Regions from separate parts of the Mus musculus genome. Here region 2 is linked to region 1. The links are chromatin contacts, called in public HiChIP or PLAC-seq maps. All regions are on one chromosome and are shown on one strand. The core of a region is the stretch at or near the end of the contact, and the rest is flanking DNA. Distances in the headings are between cores, read along the strand shown.

Region 1 (4,028 bases), core at 969-3,468:
AACCGCCAGACTGATTTCCAGAGTGGTTGTACAAGCCTGCAATCCCACCAACAATGGAGGAGTGTTCCTCTTTCTCCACATCCTCGCCAGCATCTGCTGTCACCTGAATTTTTGATCTTAGACATTCTGACTGGTGTGAGGTGGAATCTCAGGGTAACACATTCACAAAGGAACTCACACAATATGTACTCACTGATAAGTGGATATTAGCCCAAAACCTAGGATACCCAAGATATAAGATACAATTTCCTAAACACATGAAACTCAAGAAAAATGAAGACTGAAGTGTGGACACTATACCCCTCCTTAGAAGTGGGAACAAAACACCCTTGGAAGGAGTTACAGAGACAAAGTTTGGAGCTGAGATGAAAGGATGGACCATGTAGAGACTGCCTTATCCAGGGATCCACCCCATAATCAGCATCCAAACGCTGACGCCATTGCATACACTAGCAAGATTTTATCGAAAGGACCCAGATGTAGCTGTCTCTTGTGAGACTATGCCGGGGCCTAGCAAACACAGAAGTGGATACCCACAGTCAGCTAATGGATGGATCACAGGGCTCCCAATGGAGGAGCTAGAGAAAGTACCCAAGGAGCTAAAGGGATCCGCAACCCTATAGGTGGAACAACATTATGAACTAACCAGTACCCCGGAGCTCTTGACTCTAGCTGCATATGTATCAAAGGATGGCCTAGTCGGCCATCACTGGAAAGAGAGGCCCATTGGACACACAAACTTTATATGCCCCAGAACAGGGGAACGCCAGGGCCAAAAAGGGGGAGTGGGCGGGTAGGGGAGTGGGGGTGGGTGGGTATGGGGGACTTTTGGTATAGCATTGGAAATGTAAATGAGCTAAATACCTAATAAAAAATGGAAAGAAAAAAAAATAAATATAAAGGAAACTCACTGATAGATTTTAAAAATTCACTAAATAAATTAATGGTAGAGAGAAAAAAAAGCAAACATCTCCTTAGCATTTATGAATGGCTAAGTCATGAACAGTAGAGCCTAATACTCTTCACTGGAAAAATAAAAGTGATTAGTACTATAATCAGAACCTTCCTTCATATATAAAAGTGGAATAAGTTAGGCAGGTTACATTTTTCCATTTTCAATGCAAGGTACTTGTTCTGTCCCCACTCCATAATATGTATATGTATAGACTTGCTCTGTCCTGTAGGTAAGTTTCCACTCCTCTTCCAGTCTGTTAGAGTAGATCCTCATTCCTATCATGTGCTCTGTGACTGGATTTTATACACTTGAACTATAACTGGATTATATATACCTATATATATAATATGTATATATAACATGTATATGTGTACATATACAATGTGTGTATACATATATATTACAATTTTATTAGATTTGTTCTTTGAAAATTTCACACACATGTATAAGCCTTCTGATTATGCTCCCCCCAATTCCATCTCAGCCCTGTCGGCATCCTTTTCCCCTGGGATTACATCGGTTTGTTTTGTTTTAATGGCCTGTTGAGTTCTACCAGGGATAGCTACATGGCCACAGGCATGGGCCTATCCAGTGGATCCTGGTGAGCTCACTAGCCCACGCTTGTTCCTAGAAGCACCAACACCATGCTGACTTTCAATGCCACCCAGTACTGAGGAATACCAGAGAGTCCCATTTCAAGAGGTCAGGATTATCCTCATGAAGGCTTCCTCCTAGATCTCTTTTGTCCCATAACAATAACTTTAACAGTTGCCCTTGTCTCAGAGCTAGCTTTAGAAAAAGAGGAGATCATCCAGTAGGAATCATGCTTGTGACTTGGATGTGTATGATAAATTCGGCTTCGTTTCCATCTATTTTCTTGTGGAAAGTGTGCTGTGTGTACATTGCCCTTTGAGATGTGTGTGTGTGTGTGTGTGTGTGTGTGTGTGTGTGTGTGTGTATGTGTGTGTGTGTGTGTGTGTGTGTGTGTGTGTGTGTGCTGTGTGTGTGTGTGTGTGTACTTTCTGTGCCAAGTACAGTTGGATGACAAGCACAGGACTGGATGAGGGTGGAATTTGCAGCTGGGCCATGTGCTCTGGATATTCACAGGGACCCCCAGGATGGACATCAAGTTTTTTTCGTTCTTTCATGTAAACACAAAGCAGCTCCTGTCTCATTTGGAGAGCCCATATGGAGTCTGCACGACACATGGCTCAAACCTACTTCCTTTATGCTGAGCATGTGATGATGCAGCTGAACAGCCTCACATTTACAGAGGATTTCACGCATGACAAACTGCACTCTAATCAGCTTCCGTGGCCTCACCCTGTTCCCCTTCCCTGCCCATCTGTCCCTTGGAACACAAGACCAAGGATCAGAGGATGTCATTCATATTTGTAAGTCAAGAAAGTGAAGACTTATAAGGGGTCAATTCAAGCCCAGAGGTGGATAAGTGCTAAGTAGATAAACACCTGTATAACCCCACTGAAGTGGTGGCTTTATTGTCAGGGACAGGGCTCCCGTTCCTAAGCATGGAACCTTTTCCACCACGTGTCATTACATAGAGACCCTGTTCAAGGACAATTGATGGGATCATCAAGCTTTGAAGAGCTTCTTCTTCCTCACTCTCTGAAGACACCATGAGCATACCCCATGCCCTGTGTTCACCAGGATCTGTCTCATCTTCACTGTAGCGCTGCCTGCATGCTTCTAGTGCTCTACACAGCACATGCAGCTTCTGTTTTGGGTCTTCTCAGGGTGCTGGGGTGCAAGAAGGTTCAACACACAAGTATAAAGTAAGTAAGCAGAAAGACAAGGGTAGGAAATAGATGGAAAGCAATGTATAGGGATGTGTCCGAACCACCTATCATGTGCCCTGGCCTCAGCCCTTTACAGCTACTCTATGGTAGTTCCTGAAGTCAGTACTTCAGTTCCCATGAAGGAAACCACATTCAGGAGAGTTAAGTCATTTCCTCCAATTCATCGAACCAGAGAATGTCAGAATTGAGATTTGAGCCCACACTAAGCATTTTCATTACTGGTGCTACCAATAGAAGATCCCAGGTGGATTAATAATTTTCTTGGGGCTCTAGATCCTTAACAATCCGTACTCTATTTTCCTCACCTGAGAAGAGCAGAATGAAAATTTTCCAGTGAGCATTCCCTATATGCAAAGAATAGTCAAATCTATTTTCATTGGCTTTCTACCCATTTTTTTTAAATCAAGAACAACGGAATATTTTCCACTTGAATATAAATAGATGTCTCAATTGTAAAGGTGCCTAGAGCTCAGAGTTACTTAACTTCCAGTTTAGGTATCCACCCTGCATTGCACAATCATCAAATGGGATATGGTGCAATTTTTTTTAATAGACTAAGCAAAACAAGTATTGAGTAACTAGAATCTCTCTTTATCCTTGTATGTGCCTATCAACCTTGCAGGAAAAGACAAGGCTCTTGACAGTAGCTCAGAAAGATCCCCAAAGTGTAGGAATGCATGAGGCTATGTCATGTTGCAATAGCTTGGGCAGGGAGAAATGAACAGTAAATAGACTGCTAGGACTTCCACTGTGCCTTCTGCTCTCTCTGTTTGGAGGTAGCAGCAGCTCCTTGCTGCTGAGACAAGAGCCAAATAAATACCTCTGGTACATCCCTCTATTTACTCTTCAGACAGCTGAGCCTGCTAAAAGTGTGGGGATTGCTTCCCAACATGGATTTTTCTGCTGAATAAAATACACAACATTACAAGAAATTGGAAAAAAATTAAAAATTTCTGTTGTCCTGATTCTTCTAACAGGGAGTTTCTCTGCTTGGCTGCTCCCTTCCAGGGTTCCTTCTCAGTGATAAGTGGTTTAACCTGTGGGACAAAATGAAGAAGGCACCATGGGCTGAGGGAGGCATCCTCTTTGATTAGAAACTAGATCTCTCAATTACTGGCTGAGTTGCTGTCTAAGGGGCTTGGGAGAGGGCTCAGCAGTGTTACTCTTCCAGCTGACCCAAGTTCCGTTCCTAGTACCCTAGAGGGCTGCTCACAGCCTCCTGAAATCCAGTTCCAAAGAGTCGGATGCCATTTTGG
Region 2 (4,028 bases), core at 590-3,089, 340 kb after region 1:
TGCTGGGAGCCAGGCTGGGGTCCTTGAAAAGAGAAGTAGGCACTCTTAACCACTGAGCCATTTCTCCTGCCCCAAGAAGTGGACTTTCTTGCATGGATCTGGGTTGGTGTGGGGAGGAGAGACACAGTGAACTATGATGACCAACCTAGGCAGTGGTAGTTGATATGGTAGTCAGCCACTTCTGACCTATGTCTCTCCATCTCAATTAATTTAACTAATATAATCCCTCATAGGCATGCCCAGAGACTGATTTAATCCATCAAAGGTGTGCCTGGAACAGTGGTTCTCTGGGGGGGGGGGTGTCAAATGACCTTTTTCACAGAAGTCACCTTACCAGATATCCTGCATATCAGATATTTGTATTATGGTTCATAACATAATTTTAAGGTTGGGGATCAACACAGCATGAGGAATTGTATTAAAGGATCGTAGCACTAGGATCGTCTAGGATCGTAGCACTAGGATCTGGAGTCATCTAGGAGACTGACCCTCCCTGGCCTGCAGGATCAGTCTCTTAGATGATTCCAGATCCTATTAAATTATTAACAGTAATCACTACAATATGGAAGAGAGTGGACAGAGGAGAAATTTACAAGTCAGGGGTAAAAGGTAAACTTGGACATCCTGCTCTGTATCCCAGACCCTTAGTAAAAGGCAAGTCGCTCTGCTTTTCAGGGTCTTTGTCTTTTCAAATGAAAAGACAAAGCCTGCCCAAATCTTTCAGTATCATGCAACTGTGACTGGCTAAGCAGGGGAGAGTCCCTGTCAGTGTCCCCCAGGTGACATAATCCAAAGGAAAATGTGGGTTTCAGCATCGCACAGTCACTGAACCATTCAGCTTCTGCACCCTAATTGGCAGCTTTCTAAGCAACTTCTCCCGGTTCTCATTTTCTCCGGGCAGTAGAGTATACTTTGGCATCAGAATGGGAGGCTTGGGGTGGTCGCCCGGTTTCTTTCCCTCCAGTGGATGGGGCATCATGGCCTTAAACCAGAACCATCTGTGCAAAATGACTGGGAGGCACACAAAGTGCCGGAACCACAAAATTCCAGCTTTGCTTTTGGCTTTCTGGCAAGAAAAGACTGAAAAGTCGGCTCTCGTTTCTCCAAATATTTCTCGCCACAGAGTCTGTGCAGACTGCCTCCAACTCTCCATCGGCAAACCTGGGCAGTTTGGGGACTTTGTTTTGCTTTGTTTTGTTTTTAGTTCGGTTGTTTGGTTGGTTGGTTGGTTGGGTTTTTTTTTTGTTTGTTTGTTTGTTTGTTTTTTGTTTTTGTGGCCTGCTCTCAAATGGTTTTGGAGGCATTGGCAGAACGCACATTAAGGCCATAGTATTGGCTGAGAGTCAGATGATTTCTTTTTCAAAAAGGAGAAACTTCATAAGCCTTACCTTGTGCACACACAGGTGTATAGAAGAAAAAAAAAATGTGGTTTTTCTTCTTGCATTCAGGACTCACTCGCCTCGGCCCAAATTTGAAAAACAGGTTGGGTTTTAGGGGTGTTGCTTTTTTAAATGTTGTTTCTGGTTATTTGGTTTGGTTTGGTTTAGTTTGGGATTTTTCCCCTCACTAAAGTTGTCTGCTAAATACTTGAGGTAAAATCCAGAGACCTGAAGTCTTTGGCCTACTGTCTGTGCCATCTGCACACCTGCATGGTGACACTCAAGAGTCCTGTATGACAACTGATGGGGACCACAGTTCGCTTGGCTCACTGGAGTGGTACCAAGAGAGTTACAAAACAGCGAGAGCTTCCGAACCCGTCACTCTCCTCTACACCACAGAAAGGCTTAAAGATCCAAAGCAAACCGGAGCTTGCTCAAGTTTCAGAGATGTCAAGTCATGTGGTCTAAGGCGAACAAATGTTTCTGGCTATAAATACTCAACAGAGTGTTCCAGCTCACTCAGCCAAAACCTAAACGCTGTGAGGTTTCACCCAAACGAATGGTTCCTTAAATAAACACAACGTCAGGGCAAAAGTGAGCAGCAAAACTTGCAATCAAGGACTGACACGAGAGGCGCCGTCTCGTGGAAGAGAGAGGCTGCACCTGGACGGCTGGTAACAAAAGTTAACCGAGGGCCCTTAGCAGGGCAGGCAGTGGCCAAGCAAGCCCTAGTCCCTCAGTGTGTTAACCCTCCCTCAGGTCCGCCAGGATGAGGACACTACCATCCAACACCATTGATGCGGGAAAGCCAAGCCCCCAGATAAATAAGAAAACCTAGCACATCATGGACGTCAAGGGTGTCTGGTGGCAAAGCCACTGGCCCTCTGTGCCAGGACCCACTGTGCCCAGCAAGGTCAAGAATGCTGGTCTTACCCTGGATTCTTCATCACTGGGAGGCATCCATGTCTTGGGAACCACTGAGTTTAGGGCTGCAGAGACAAAATGCCACAAACCAAGTAATTTAACACAACAGACACATTCTCTTACCATGCCCAGAACCATAGAAAATACACACTCTCTCTCTCACACACACACACTCCATACACATACACACTCATAAGCACACCACACTCCCACAGACACACAGTCACATGCACACCACGCTCAAACACACACACACATACATTCACATGCACATCCCACACACATACTCTACACACTCCAAACACACCACACACTCTCTCTACACACACACACTACACAATCACATATACACCACACACTCACATGCACACTCACACACACACACACACACACAAGAATTTTTAAATTTATAACTGGTAAATAAAACTCAAAGCAAGGAAGCTGTAAAAAGTACACGGGGGAAAGAAAACCCATCTGGGCAAGAGGTATTTGCATATTCTGTTAGATATACTTCCTGCCAGGTGTGTGCAGCACATGGCCAGTTGCAAATTTGATTATTGGAGAAATTTTGAAAAGTTAGATGCCTGCTGAACCCCCAGGGTTCTTTTCCCCTGCCTTCCACTGCTCCCTGATGCAATATTACATGGCTGTGTTTTATCCTCCAATTTCTGTCATCTTCCTAGAAATGCATGGTTTGCCTAAGTGTGGAGCATGAAGGCCTAACTCCCTCAGCTTGCAAGAATACTAAACTAAGTAGGAATTGTTTTGGTGTGTGTGTGTGTGTGTGTGTGTGTGTGTGTGTGTGTGTGTGTGTGTGTGTTGATGATGATGATGATCAATTTTGATTAGCACATACAGTACTGGCTTTCACTGTGACATTTCCAAGAGTCATTTGTTTTTGTTGATTTTACTTCTCCTCCTTAGCCCCACCCTACACACACACACCTGTCCACCCCAGTAGAATCTTATCTGCTTTTAGGCCATATGAGTTTTACTGCCCTCTTCCTGTTCTTTGCCACCCTTTATTTCCAGTGTGTGGTCTCCATTGTAGTTTTATTGCCTCTACATAATTATACCTGCATACACACACACACACACACACACACACACACACCTATATACACACATACATGTGTGTGTGTGTGTGTGTGTGTGTGTGTGTGTGTGTATCTGTGTATCTGAGTATCTTTGTATATGTGTATGTGTGGACCCACATACAATAGAGAAATGTGATATTTGCTTTTCTGAGTTAATAAAATATATATTAATATATTTAATATAATAATTTCACAGGTCACCCATTTTTCTGAAAATGTCTTAACTTTATTTTTCTGGATAAAACTGCACTGTACATGAATAGCACATTTTCATTACCCTAAATAGGAATTCTACAATATTACAATGTAGTCTACAAAGCTTCGACCGGTACTCTAGGAAGTAGCACAACTGACAGAGGGGATGGCCAGAAGGTCCTATCAGTGGCCCCCAGTTCTGTATTTGTCCATATAAGAGCGTTCTTCATTTGCATGTCACCATGGCTGTCAGATGGGGACCTTTGCTCTAGAGCAGTGGTTCTCAACCTTCGTAATGCTGAGGCCCTTTAATACAGTTCTTCAGGTTGTGGTGATCCCCAAACATAAAATTATTTTTGTTGCTACTTCATAACTGTGGTTTTGCAACTGTTATGAATTGTAATGTAAATATCTGATATGCAGGTTATCTGAT

What was found. HiChIP or PLAC-seq counts read pairs in DNA pulled down with a chosen protein or histone mark.
Region 2: a contact with region 1 is called in a RAD21 HiChIP or PLAC-seq map of pro-B cells, with 3 times the contacts expected there. The contact joins two enhancer-like sites. A contact is called at or near these places in 1 of 39 promoter capture datasets (the C10 cell line), 1 of 15 datasets of contacts at CTCF or cohesin (pro-B cells) and 4 of 484 Hi-C or Micro-C datasets (the C10 cell line, cortical neurons, myocytes and 1 more).

The regions. Positions count from the first base shown.
Region 1 is chr12:16,039,178-16,043,205 of GRCm38.p6, forward strand. No RefSeq gene overlaps it. Among named protein-coding and RNA genes, the nearest start is that of Gm36235, 26 kb to the left of the region's middle. Within about 2 kb of position 2,219, at least 24 of the 459 cell types and tissues checked have an H3K27ac peak or open chromatin away from gene starts, as enhancers often do. A contact at or near this core is called in pro-B cells, where this site is marked.
Region 2 is chr12:16,381,807-16,385,834 of GRCm38.p6, forward strand. No RefSeq gene overlaps it. Among named protein-coding and RNA genes, the nearest start is that of Gm36372, 150 kb to the left of the region's middle. Within about 2 kb of position 1,840, at least 45 of the 459 cell types and tissues checked have an H3K27ac peak or open chromatin away from gene starts, as enhancers often do. A contact at or near this core is called in pro-B cells, where this site is marked.